2 separate regions of the Mus musculus genome follow, and region 1 is linked to region 2. A link is a contact called in public ChIA-PET data. All regions are on one chromosome and are shown on one strand. Each heading gives the region's core, a stretch centred on a gene start, on an enhancer-like site or on the middle of the called end of the contact. The rest is flanking DNA. Distances are from core to core; before and after follow the strand shown. Region 1 overlaps Mthfd1 (methylenetetrahydrofolate dehydrogenase (NADP+ dependent), methenyltetrahydrofolate cyclohydrolase, formyltetrahydrofolate synthase). Region 2 holds the start of Mthfd1 (methylenetetrahydrofolate dehydrogenase (NADP+ dependent), methenyltetrahydrofolate cyclohydrolase, formyltetrahydrofolate synthase).

Region 1 (7,145 bases), core at 1,644-4,143, 53 kb before region 2:
CTATTTCCTGGCATTTCCGACATTCCTCCTCTCTATATTTCACACTTACTTGAACACGTTCACAGCCACGACGACAGGGACTCCAAACATTCTAGCATTTTCGATTTGTTTCCTCAAGTTACTGAAGCCCTTTTCAACCAGGTCCAGGTCCTGTCAAACAACAGCAAATGGCCTGTAAGGTCAAAACACGCTGACCTGAAAACAGCTGCTGCCTCTATTTAAGACAGAGACACTGCCACTGTCCCTGGGGCACGCCTGTAATCCCAGCATTCAGCAGGCAGAGGCTGGAGGATAGACAAGTTGAGATTAGCCTGGGTACACAGTAAATTCTTGTCTCAAATAAGATAACAAGAAAAAAAAGGAAGGTGTGTCTTGGAGCTGGAAGAAGGGCAAGATGGTGGTGGCCACTATGAGGGCCAGTGATGCACTTCCCACATGCTACTGGTGGAAGAGAAGCGACCCCTGTCTACAGCACTCGATTGAAGCTGTGCTACCTCCCTACGCCTTGAAAACACGCAATGGCCTCTTAGTTCTTTGAAGGGGATGAGTCTGATGCCTCTACTTAAAGACATTCACAGCTTGTGTATTTACACAGATTAACTCCCAAGGTGTGCTACAAACCAACAAGACTTTTCTCAGTGGGAGCCATTTGATCAGGGCAGAGCCCAGCACAGGCCCCACCAGCCATAAAGACTGTCAAGCAATAAGTCAGTGAAGTTTCAGAGGATTTAAGGAACTTAACCAGGAGCCTTCCCAAGGCTAATAAAATAAGGAAATGCTATTTGGACAACCCGGGGCCTGGGCAGGACTGATAACTCAGTGCTTAAGTATATACTTCCTGCTCTTCCACAGGAAATGAGTTTGGATCCAGTACCCAAGTCAGGCAACTCACATCAGCCTGTAACCCCAGCGCTATGGCTCATCCTCTTCTGGTCTCTTCAGACACTCCCAACCTCCACCCTATGCACGCGCCTGCACACGGAGACACGTGAATAAAAATAAGCTTAAAAGAAAAGCCAGGGCTGGAGAGATGGCTCAGCAGTTGAGGCACTGACTGTTCTTACAAGGGGCTCTAAGACAACCACCTAAAATTCCAGTTCCTGGAGATCCGATGTCCTCTTCTGCCTCTGAGGGAGCCAGACATGGGTATGATATGCATGCATACATGAAGTACTTCCCATGTACACATACAAAACATAGAGGTTTTAAAAAAAAAAACCCAGCGTAAAAATGATTATTAGGGGCTGAGGCTATAGCTGAGTTGGCAGAGTGCTTGCTTAGACGCATGAAGTCCTCAGTTTGACTCTCCGCACATATGCCAGCTGTGGTGGCACATGCCCATGACCCTAGCACATGACAACATGAAGCAAAGGAGGGCCAAAGGATGCCAAAGTAGGCAAAACCTTCCTACACATAGATCAATCTTGAGTAAGAGTTTGTTCTGGGCAATGTACTGATAGTCTCATTCATATGAGAAATATTACTTATTTAATTTTAAAAACCATCTACTTACTTGTTTATCTATCTATCTATCTATCTATCTATCTATCTATCTGTCTATCTATTCTTTATGTGTACTGGTGTTCTGCATGTCTGTGAGAGGCTGCCAGATACCCTGGAACCAGAGTTACAGATGGCTGTGAGCTGCCATGTGGGTGCTGGAAAATGAACTCAGGCCCCGTGGAAGAGCAGCCACTGTGCTTAACCACTGAGCCGTATTTATTTAATTCTTAAAAATAAAAGCTTTTTTAAAAAATGTAATTATTTTGTATATATAGGTGTTTGCCTGCATGTTTGTGCACCATGTGTATGCAGTGTCCCTGGAAGCCAGAGGAGGGGGTTGGCTCCTCTCTGGGACTGGAGTGACAGATGGTTGTGACCCACTATGTGGGTACCTGGAATCAAAGTCGGGTCCTCTGGAAGAGAAGCCAGTGCTCTTAACCACTACCTACTTATTTCCTGACAGGACCTTACTATATTTTCTGGGCTCTTGTGATCCTCCTGCCTCATCCTCTTAAATGTGGGGATTATAGGAGTATGCCACCATTTTTGTCTTGAAACATACTTTAAAGACTTTCTTCCTTCTGGTTTTTGTTTTTTTTTACTCTGTAGCTCTGACTGTCCTGAAACTCACGATGTAGACCAGGCTGGCCTTGAACTCACAGAGATCTGCCTCCCAAGTACTTGGATGAAAGGCACGTGCCACCAAGCATGGCTATTTGTTATTTTCAAAATTATACTCATTTGTGTATGCCCCCCACGGTGGCTTGTACCATGGTATGAGTGTGACAATCAAAGGTCAGTTTGCAGGGGCTGGCTCTCTCCTTCCACTAGGTATGTCCCCCAAAATTTAACTATCTATGTAGATCTAGATGAATGGATGGATGGGCATGGGGCCTCATGTCGCCCAGGCCCGCCTTAGACCTGCTATAAAGTCAAGGATTTTGGTCCCACTCCTTCCTCTTTCCAAGGGTGCCAACACTGACACTAAGGCCCTGGCTTGCCTGGCCTTGCTCAGTAGTAGGGAGTAAGCCCAAAGCTTCGTGCGTGCATGAAGTACAATCATACTACCAACTAAGCTATCAAGCAGCTTGTGAGGCCCTTTCATTGTAATCTGAGATCAAGATTAATCTGACGATTTAAAGCACACTCTTGTTTTTTACCTCTAGTCACATAAAAAAAAAAAAAAACAATATATAAGACCGACTGAGAACAGTTTTAAATAAGCCGAATTTCTTAAATGAAGACACCAGCTGGGCCAGTTCGGGGCAGTCACTGTAATTAGACACAGGAAAGGCTGTGGGGTAGCAGGAGGGCCAGAGCTGTGAATTCCCCTCCTACGCCTGACTCACACAGATGACCATAAAAGGCAAATCACAGCTCAGAAGACAGGCAGACTCAAGGCACCAACCATCTTTTTTTCCAGTCAATTTTGCAAACTTCATCTGGGGGCCGTACACCGACCGTGCACTGCCTGATAACGTAAGAGCTTCCCTCCAGGACAGAGAAATTGAATCAACAGTGACAGCAGCTGACCCTGCATCTAATCAAAGGCCCATCGGTTATGTAATCACTCACAGTGGCCCTAGGGATATTTCTTTGATGGTAAATGATATCAGTATGAAGAAGAAGAAAAAAAAGAGCTCAGAACTGTTCTTTGAGCTCCTGCCCAATAGACCGAATCCATGTACAGAAGACGTGCCTCCAAACTCAACCAGGACATTTACTGGCTCTATCTCAGGTCTTTGATTTAGGTTTGAATTTGCAGAAGGAAAGGTTATTTCTAAAGCTCTCTTCTTGCTTGATTTAAGTGGCATTTATGACTTCTGCGTGACAGTCTAGAGCAGGGCTTCGTAACTCCAGCATTACTGTCATTTTTATTACTGGGGTGGGGTGTCTTACACACCACAGCAGTTTAACAACCATCTCTGTCTTTTACCTATCAGATGCCAGTAACACTTTTGGAAGTAGTTGTAACAAGCAGAAATGACTCTCTCTAGGTAGGTATGAGGTGCATGCTCTAATCATAACACTGGAGTTCAAGGCCAGCCTAGACTACTTAACGAGATCCCCATCTCTAACGAATAGCAACATAAAGCTTCTAGATACAGCTTTGTTCCCCAGGAGCAAACTGCCAAATTTAGTCACTGCTATTTCCTTAATGTGATTCCCAGGGCACTGCAGGCTTTGTCCTCAACACCCCAAGGACCTCCCCACCTTTTGCCTTCCAGATTAAGACATGCCGATTTTGGATGCGGTTTCCTAGGACAACTGATCGGAAATAATTGTAGTTACCTCTTCTGTGTAAGCCTTGGGAAGAGGCAGTCCAGCGGTGACCTAGAAGATAGGATAGAAAGTCAGCCACGTTTCCTACTCACTGTTGGCACTAAAGTGGTGCTCAGTACACTGACAGGCAAGTGGCTGCACTCCCCAAAGAGTAATGGGCAGCAGTGTGAAGCTGTTTCCTGCTCAACAGGCTTGGAATGTGAGACTGTAGAGCTTCGAGCAGTCAGGTGTTTCTTTGTGATGCGAGATTGGGTGGGGGTAGGGTATGGCACAGATGGATGAATGCCAAGGTAGACAGAAATATGCTGTGGCAGAACACTGATCCCAGGGAATGAAGCACACACCAGTGGAATGGAAGTAAGGGTGAGCATGGGGGGGAAAAAAGACAGCCACCAACCCTGAAAGTCACTACTGATGTCTAAGGTCAGGCCTGTAAGGAGCGTGGTTGCTCGTGCCTTGGCAGAAGGTGGGGTGGTGGGTGGGCTGTGATGTCGGAATAATGAAGAGGGGGAAAACAAGAGCCAGTGTGTGCCTGGACCCCCTACCACTCAGAAGATGGAAGCAGGAATCACTACAAGCTCCTCATCAACGTAGCAGTTAGAGGGCAGCCTGAGCCCAAGAAAAGGGGCTGGGGGCACAACGGCAGACTTTCTTCCTCTGAGGTAGAGCAGACTCAGAGGTATATAAACTCTAAAGCAGTTAGCCCATTGTGTCGCTAGGAGGAAGGGCCTGGGTCCTGATCTAGGGAGCTGGCTCAACCCTACTGTATGGTACACCAAATGGCTCAAGGTTGACTTAGTGGTCACTGTAGGCAACATGGTGATTAAAAAGCGTCTAGCTGGGTCTTCTACTCTCCAGGAAGACTGAGGTCTGCATGTCCAGTCTATGGGGTTGTGACTCTTGAAGGGCCACGTGGAAGAGAAACAGGAAGCAGTGTCCGTCCACGTAACTTCCCACACGTCTGGCTCCAGGGCAGCGCTGGACAGGCAAAGCCTCCTTTCAGGACTGCCAGGGTAGGGGCTCAGACTCCCTGGCAGGTCCAACCTTTTGACTTTGCAACATAATATTGTCTCCTATACAGTTCACACTCAAGAGTTAAAAAAAAAAGCCCCCCCTTTTTTTATGACTGCCTATCTAACCCCTTCCACAGGCTTGTGCTTGGCCCTAATTGATATTAAAAAAAAACAACAACAACAACAACAACAAAACCAACAAAAAAAACCAGTGTCAACCAGTTATTTATAAATCCAAATCCAATTTTCAGTGTTTTGGGGGAGTTTAAGGCTTTGTGGGTTTCTCGCTTAGCTGCCCTTGCTCACGCCACGGTGTGAGGATGGTGACTGAAGTCTATCTGAGACAGGAATGCTGGGTAGGATCAGAAGAATACAGCATTCCTCGCAGAAAGGGGTGTCCTAGGTTGGCAAAGTCTAGTCAGGGGCAACACGGCTAAGGACTACCAGAGGTCATGGTGAGGGTTAGGAAAGTGCCTTCACATGGTATGCTCAGGGGGCCCAAGGCCAAAACTATTTCCCTAAAGGAGCCTTCACTTTCTCACTGAGTGGACAACAATCTCTCCAAAGAGAACCTACCGTTTCTAGTGAACCAGACATAGAAGAGACAGGAAGAGTGGACAGTGCCTATATTTTGTCTCAGAAAATATAATAGCTTTTCATTTAAAGTGCTTTTTATGTCAACATGTAACTCAGTTCCAATTTCAAATATATTAAATATTAATAGCTATAATGCATATAAATAAAAGTTTTTTCTTAGGCCTTCAATAATTTTTAAGTGTACAAAGAGGCTGTAAAGGCCTGGTAGTAAAATTTTGTCAGACATATGCAAAGCTGCGGCTTCACTCCCCAGCGTAAGCTGGTAGTTCGAATAGGTACAAGCCTTCTCAGACTAATGTGTTTAAATGCTTGACCATGGGGTGTGGCGCGATTAGGAGATGTGGCCTTGTTGGAGGAAGTGTGATCCTGTGGAGGCGGGCTTTGAGGTCATTCAGGCTCAAGCTTCACCTAGTGTGGCACACAGTCTCCTTCTGCTGCCTGTGGATCAGGAAGTCGGACTCTCAGCTCCTTCTCCAGCACCATGTCTCTCTGCATGCCACTGAGTCCCACCCACGGTGGTAACAGACTAAACCTCAGAAACTGTAAGCCAGCCCCAATTAACGGTTTTCGTTTATGAGAGCTGCTGTGGTCATGGTGTCTCTCTCTTCACAGCAATAGAACCCAAACTAAGACAGTCCCCCGCTCCTGAAAACAAAGAAAAAAAAATCCAAAACACTTGAGAATTGCTATATAAGAACAAATGTATGCCACTGCACCAAGAAATAGATTCTATTCTGTAGACAAGGGAGGTCTTGTTCTCTAAGTTACAATACCGATGCCTAAGGAACAGAAATTTAACCCTAAAATAAACAGTACAAAAAACTTTACATGAAGAAAAGATGTGGAGCCAGGTGTGCTGCTACATTTAATCCCAGCACTCAGGAGGCAGAGGGAGGAGGAGGAGGAGGAGGAGGAGGAGGAGGAGGAGGAGGAGGAGGAGGAAGAGGAGGAGGAGGAGGAGGAGGGCGTGAGTGAGCCTGGTCTACAGAGTGAATTCTAGGACAACCAGGGCTACACAGAGAAACCCTGTCTCAAAAGGCAAGCAAGCAAACAAACAAACAAGAAGAGAAGAGATGGGAAAATACTTAAGTGTAATTTCTAAGCAATAGGAGTTCAGGAGAATTCACCGAGTGCAGGTTGGAGCTGATTCTGGGCGAGCCCACCCTTTGCCCATACCAGCCAGAGGTCCTGTCATTCTCCTTCATGGCCTCCGGCAGCCACATCGACCTACTGCAGGCTCTCAGAACCCTGCCAGCCAGCACTGCTACTCACAAGCTGAATTCTGCTTTTCAGCTCAGTGCTTGGCTGGCTGGCTGCCAGCATCAATATTAAGAAGGAAAATTGGATTTGGATTTATAAATAACTGGTTGACACTGGTTTTTTTTGTTGGTTTTGTTGTTGTTGTTGTTTTTTAATATCAATAGGGCCAAGCACAAGCCTGTGGAGGGGGTTAGATAGGCAGTCATAAAGACAGTTTGGGTCTCCTCAAAATGCTGCAAGAGGATCTGTCCCTGAAGGTGACGGAGCCTGTGTATGGCCACCCCCTGGCTTTTGGCACCCTATCCAGCATGAGGATAAATAAGAGCAGTGGAAAGCAGGCAGACCCAGAGATATGTCATGAAATTTCCTTCAAGCACCTGGAAGGTTCCTAATAGCCACTCTCCCAGTCCCTGGTCCTCACCGTGGGGCCACCCCCGTGCATCTTAAGGGCCCTGACAGTGGCAACCAGAACCACCACGTGTGGCTGGA
Region 2 (6,407 bases), core at 855-3,354:
CATCTTTCCCTTGGAGCTGGAGTTACAGGCAGTTGTGAATGGTCTGAACAGGGTGCTAAGAACTGAACTGAGTTATCTGGAAGAACAAGATGTGCTCTCCTTAATCCCTGAGCCACCTCTCCAGCCACCACATTAAGGTTTAAGAAAGGGGAAAAAAGCAGGCATGGTGATATATGTCTTTAATCCCAACACTCAGGAGGCAGAGGCAAGTAGATCTCTTTGAGGTCAACCTGGTCTACAGTGTGAGTTCTAGGACAGCCAGGGATACACAGAGAAACCCTGGCTTGAAAAACAAGCAAACAAACAAAAGTCTGATGTAGTGGTCCAGACCTGTGATCTCAGCCCTTGGAAGTATAAGCAAGCACTGAATCAGCAGTTCAAAGCCAGAATCAGATACATTTGAGTTTGAGGCAAGCCTGGGTTACCTAAGACCCTGTCTTTTAAAAAAAGAAAAAGGAAAAAAAAAAAAAGAAAGAAAGAAAGAAAAGAACTTGTATATATTATGATTTCTAGTCCAAAAATCTGGAGTTCTTCCTTGCCTTAGTGCAAGATTCACCATTTAATTTATATTTTTCCTCTTTTTTCGCAATCTTCAACAAAAGCTCTCTTTACTCTAGAGTAGGCTTCACCATCATTCTCTCAAGGTCTCTTGTGACAAAACCAAGTGTTTACTGGACACTTACTGCTAGCCCCAGCAGTTAATAAATAACCAGATACCTAATGTCGGAAAAGCAACCTTCAGCAAGTTCACAAAAACAGACCTTTCTCTCTCCTCAGCAGTCCCCAACACTCACTCCCTAAACAAAAAGCAAGGAATGTAGCCCAGATGTTATGCACACTTTCGGGCTCCACACTTAGGGGCTCAATTCCCAGCCCTCTCTCCCAAACAGCAAAAGGGTGCTACTCTCTGGGACGACACTTGGCAAACATTCCCACTAGTTAAGCATTTAAATCTGCACGGCCAGAACAGGTGGTCTGACGGAATATGGAATAGGGTCAGCACACAAGAGCCAAACTGAAAAGTAACTTTAGCGCCAGGACGGATAGGTAGGCTGTTAAAGGGTAGAGCAAGCGAGCGCTGGCGTAGTAGCTGAGTGGTGCGGCGCTTGCCTTGCCTGTGCGATACCTTGGAAGTGAAGCCGGCGGGGTGAAAGAGAAAAAAAGACAGCATTTGGTGTAATGAGGAATGCGCTGAATTAGAGGAAACCCTCTAGGCCAGGTGTGGTAGCCCAAGCCATTAATCCCAGCACTCAGGAGGCAGAGGCAGGAGGGGATCTCTGTGAGTTCAAGATCAGCATGGTCTACAGAGTAAGTTGCAGGACAGCCAGGGCTCCGTGGAGAGACCCTTTGTCAGAAAACAAACAAACAAAAAATTAGAAAGAGACCCTCTCTCTGATTTGACCAATCACCCGTGTCAAATCTTGCCACAACCGAATCACCACCAAATTGCCAGACAAGCGGCTATGCTGGGTTTCTGAGGTTGGACTCCTCAGGTAGCCCGTGTCTAGGCAGAATGATGCCAGCAGCTACACTTTTGAGAACAAGGTCAGGTCAGGACTTGCCGCCAAACCTAGGAATGCAGCCACCCCAGGCAGTCTATTGCAATTGCACATTGGGCCGGGCATGTGTTTCTCTGGCTTCAGGAAACCAGTCTTCAGATTCTAGGAGCCCGTGTCGATGTCCTCTCTTCCCGCAAACCCCATCTAAGCACCTCTCCTGCAGAGCCCAGGCGCTTGGGGATCTGCACGCCCTGCTCTGAGCCCACCACCACTATCACTGGCAAGTACTTACGCAGAAACCAGTTTCCCGTTCAGGATTCCCGCTGGTGCCATGGCCTTTGCTAGTCTGCCACCCACGGTGAACACCAGCAAAAATCAGGTTCCAGTCGCTCCGCGCGCGCAGGACAGCACAACCCACGTGCTCAGGGACCTCCCGGGAGAAATCAGCTAGTGCGCCTGCGTCGCGCTCAGCAGCGAAGGTGCGCAGGCGACCCGGAAAGACGTCGTGACCCGCTGACAGAGGAGGCCCAGGAGCGTCTGCGGGAGCCGGTGGGCCCAGGCAGCAAGAGGGTTGTCACCAAAGACTGGTTGGCGGCAATGACTGGCTGCGGAAAGAGCCTGTGTGGAGCCCGCCTCTGATGAGCCGGGAGCTTCCCGCCTCGCTTTTAGCCAATCAGAGATAGTGTGTAGGGGGCGCGGTGGAACTGGGCGGAGTCCGGGCAGGAATGGGCCTGTCTGAGCAAGTTTGCGTGACCTAGGTTGCGGCGACAGAGTCCTGCAAAGCAGTGTGATTTTGGATCGTACTGGCTTCTCCGGGCAGGATCTTGGAGGCCTTAAGCTGATTCCGGCTACTGACCTGGAGCAGGCAATGCGGCTTTCCACGTTGTCATAGGCCCTAGCTTTCAGAGTGTGGTGGGGAACACCTGGGATAACTGCCTCTCTGTTACCCTCCTAGCAAGAGTGAGGCTATCCTTAACGAGGCAATTGTGTCCCTCTGGTTAGCCATCTGCGGAGGAAGCACTCCAGGGAATTGCTTTTCCACCAGCCAGAGTAGAAATTTGTTTCCGGGGAAAGAGATTTCAGAGATCACCTTGCAGGACTGAAGCCAAGACAGTAATGGACAGGTCCACACCTCGACCTTCACTGTTCAACTCTATATCAAGTCTGACTCTTTACTTAAACCTCAGTTTCATATTAGAACTCAGAAGATAAGACTTCTCTTTGTCCCTCTTCCCAATGTGGCCGTATTGAATAAATCTCCTTTTTCTATATCTTACCATTACTTGTTTAATCGACTTATTAAGGATGGTGACTAACCTGGTTTATTAGATTCTCAGAGCCCAGGGTCTGGCTCGCAATTCTAGTAACAGCAGGGACGATCAATCCACAGCCTTGACATAGAGACAAGTTCGCTACTACTGAACCCAGCCTTCCATAACTAAAACCTGCTATCCTCCCAGGGTTGAAGCCCAAAAGCAGGCTCAGCCCAGCAGCTAAGAGGGACCTCAGAGCAGAAGCGTGGGGCTTCATCAGCGTGAAGGGAGCAGAGTTCAGGACGAGTGATCCTCTGGTCTCAGCGGACCAAATCAGTATTGAAGCAGAGACTACTTTGTTCATCAGCTAGATGCCAGCAAGGCTGGCATCCCTCCCCATTTGCCCTGGTGCAGAAATGAGTTTGGCCATGTCCTCGGGAGCCTGGTGGTAGAGGAATACATCAGAGCCACTGCCTTGACTTTGCTTTTTCTGCCGCTGGAACTGGGCTGGATTCTTACTGTTGGGTTCGAGGTACAAGCCGAGAAAACTTATTTCAGACTCAGGAAGCTTAAAAATGAAAGCTTTATTCTCTGAGCGCTCAGGAAGGCAGCCAGTTCAGGACCTGAAACATGTCCCAGGAAGGATACTGTACAACATTTTAAAAGGATGGGAACACAAAGTGAGAAGTGAGCTGGGGTGAGCTGGGGTGAGCTGCAGTGTTATCCAATTGTATTTTGGTTGACATTTTGGCTTAAGCAAGGGAGTACCCGCTGGAGACTGGGTGAATCCAAGGGACCTGACTTCAAGGTCCTTAATTCATTCTCCTGAACTTTAGGTCTGGAGCTCAGAGTGATAAGGGGACAAAGGAGCTGATCAGCTGCATGTAGTTAACTAGAGCAGGACAGGTGATTGGTTATATATTTTTATAACATATGTACCTTGGTTTAGAAAAACAGCAATTTCTATATTCTTTACCTGTTAACAGACAGTTAAGAAAACATTTGGAGAAGTGGGGTAGGTGTTCGCTCCTAGGTTGTTTGACCCTGCCAACAAGATGGAGAAGTTGTCCTTGAGATGGCTGGATTCAGACAACTGCCTCCTTACAAGCTGTCCCTGAGATGTCTGGATTCAGACAGCTGTTCACAGCAGAAGCTGTTCAGCTATAGGGAAGTCCCAAGCTGCCCTAGGGCCTGGTACATTGGATTTAGTTTTTCCCTATAAATGCTAATCTGTAAACAAAATGTTAGTTTTTAGAATAAGTTTCTTTGGCTCCTTCCCAACATTACCGTTGTCTGGCTACAGTTTCCCCACATTGTTCTACAGATAAGTCCTTCCTTAGAACATCACCACATGGCTATGGATTTAGCAACCATTGTTAGAGTGGCTTGTTTCAACCAATGGCAGGACATGTGGCTGCCCCCACCCCCACTTCCCATCCCCCACCCCCCACCCCAACCTTTCTGCCCTAGGAATTAACCCAGGGCCTGGCATGCTAGCTAGGCAAGGGGCTTCTACCAGCAGCTAAGTTCCCCCATGCCAGGGCACAGTTTGCACTGAATTTGTTGTTGTTGGGCTTTTTTTTTTTCCTGTACTAATGTGTGTATTTTAGTTTGTGACTTTTGCCTGAAATCTGGGATTGTTTTACATTACATCCATATATAGTTAGATAATCTCTGTTTTATTTCATTAGCAGTTTAACTCAAGTCTAATATGTAGACTGAAAGAAACATTTTCCCATTTTAAAGAATGCAAGTGTATGGTTTTTAGTTTACAATGTTTACATTTACAGAGCTGTGTAACTGTCACCATGATATAATTAGAAAATTGACACTGTCTTCATTGTTGGTTGGGGTTTTTTTTGGGGGGGGGTATCCAACCCAGGGCTTCTACTATGGTTAAACATGAGTTCTACTAATAAACTACAGCTCCAGCCCCTCCTTTACTATTCTTGGGGGGGGGCTTTTTTAAAGACAAGGTTTCTCTGTGTAGCCTTGGCTGTCCTGGAACTTGATCTGTAGACCAAACTGGCCTGGAACTCACAGAGATCTGCCTGTTTCTGCCTCCTGAGTGCTGGCATTAAAGCAAAGAAAAAGAGAGAAAGTAGTTCTGGCTCAGTGGTTAAGAGCTTTTGGTGCTTTTGAAGAAGACCCAGGCTTGGTTCCCAGCACCCACACAGCAGACTATAACCACCTACAACTCCAGTTCTAGGCCACCCAACTTCCTCTTCTGACATCCATGGCTCCTGCACACACAAATTATACATACACAAATAAGGTTTCTTTTCTTCTTTCCCTTTTATCTTTAAATATTTATTTATTTATTATATGTAAGTACACTGTAGCTGGCTTCAGACACTCCAGAAGAGGGTGTCAGATCTCATTATGGGTGGTTGTGAGCCACCATGTGGTTGCTGGGATTTGAACTCAGGACCTCTGGAAGAGCAGTCAGTGCTCTCAACCGCTGAGCCATCTCTCCAGTCCCCAGGGATTTTTAAATGCAAGAAAATGGTTCATAGATTGCAGTTAGTGTTTCTGAATATTGGATTTCAAAGAAGATTTTCACTAATTTAGCTACTTTGTTGGTGAGAAAGAGGCCCAAGCCTCATTTAACAGGTAGGGAAATGGTCTTAAGCCCATAAGCCCAAGGCACAAAGCTATGACTAGGTTAGGCCCCGAACCTTGATGCCTCATCCCTAAGGTATTGCCTCTGCCCTCTAAGCAGACTGGTTTTCAGCTCTGTATAACCTGTAAAATTCATTCATCGAGCAAGTAACTGTTGAACAGCCATTTCCTGACAATAATTCTGCTCCAAATGCTGACAGCACCTGAGAGAGCTGAGCATCACAGTAAATTATATTCTGGTGGAGGATACAAACATCGATTAAATATGTAATTTTAGAGATGAAAGAATAGCCATGTTATTATTTATTTATTTTTCTGCGCTAGGGACAAAAGCTAAGATCTTGTACTCGGTGGGCAAATGTTACACTGGTTGCTAAGTGACACCCCTAGCCCAAAGACATGCTATTAAAAAAAAAAGTCAGATGAGCCAGTGTGTTAGTAACTTTTCTGTTACTGTGATAAAACACTATGACCAAAGCAATTTATAGAAAGAAGGTTTTATTTGGGGCTTATGGTTCCAGAGGGTCCATCACTATCACAGGAAGCATGAGAGCAGCAGTGATGAGCTCACATGTCAAACCCCTAACAGGAAGCAGATAATTCACAGGAAAAGGCAAAAGGCTTTAAAACCTCAAAGCCTTCTCCCAGGGACATACCTTCTTCAACAATACTTCCTAATCTTCCACTCACTGGGAAACAAAGTATCCAACCATCTGAGCTTGGAGGGCTTTCAATCCACCACAGTCGGGCAGAGTAGTATGCACCAGGGAGGCAGAGGCAGGTGAACCTCTGAGTTTAAGGCCAGCCTGGTCCACAGAGCAAGTTTCAGGACAGCCAGGGCTTCACAAAGAAATCTTTTCTTGAAAAACAACAAAAGGAAAAACCAAGGAACTGAGAGAGGGAGAGAGGGAGGGGGAAGGGGAGGAGGAATGGAAGGGAGAAGGGGAGGGGGAGGAGAAGGGGGAGGGGGAGGGGAAGGGGGAAGGGGAGGGGAAGGGAGAGGGAGAGGGAGGGGGGAGAGGGAGAGGGCACT

Evidence for each region. ChIA-PET counts read pairs in DNA pulled down with a chosen protein or histone mark.
Region 1: an RNA polymerase II ChIA-PET map of effector CD8 T cells shows a contact between it and region 2, with 138 read pairs. The contact joins the enhancer-like site here to the promoter of Mthfd1 in region 2. A contact is called at or near these places in 3 of 39 promoter capture datasets (embryonic stem cells, liver and macrophages), 2 of 15 datasets of contacts at CTCF or cohesin (CD8 T cells and stem cell-derived epiblast-like cells), 13 of 484 Hi-C or Micro-C datasets (the G1E-ER4 cell line, the HL-1 cell line, Sertoli cells and 7 more), 9 of 115 datasets of contacts at active chromatin or transcription factors (the HPC-7 cell line, the SCID.adh cell line, effector CD8 T cells and 5 more) and 4 of 9 other capture datasets (adipose tissue, embryonic stem cells, liver and 1 more).

What each region holds. Positions count from the first base shown.
Region 1 is chr12:76,303,914-76,311,058 of GRCm38.p6, reverse strand. It overlaps Mthfd1 (methylenetetrahydrofolate dehydrogenase (NADP+ dependent), methenyltetrahydrofolate cyclohydrolase, formyltetrahydrofolate synthase), which reads right to left. Exons shown (of 28, transcript NM_138745.2): 21 at 7,078-7,145; 22 at 3,796-3,837; 23 at 50-150. It overlaps Gm40443 (a long non-coding RNA gene), which reads left to right. Exons shown (of 3, transcript XR_001780628.2): 3 at 1-1,218. Among named protein-coding and RNA genes, the nearest start is that of Gm40443, 16 kb to the left of the region's middle. Within about 2 kb of position 2,893, at least 135 of the 459 cell types and tissues checked have an H3K27ac peak or open chromatin away from gene starts, as enhancers often do. A contact at or near this core is called in CD8 T cells, the HPC-7 cell line, Sertoli cells and 7 more, where this site is marked.
Region 2 is chr12:76,250,929-76,257,335 of GRCm38.p6, reverse strand. Mthfd1 (methylenetetrahydrofolate dehydrogenase (NADP+ dependent), methenyltetrahydrofolate cyclohydrolase, formyltetrahydrofolate synthase) reads right to left here and starts at 2,104. Exons shown (of 28, transcript NM_138745.2): 1 at 1,792-2,104. The coding sequence starts at 1,832.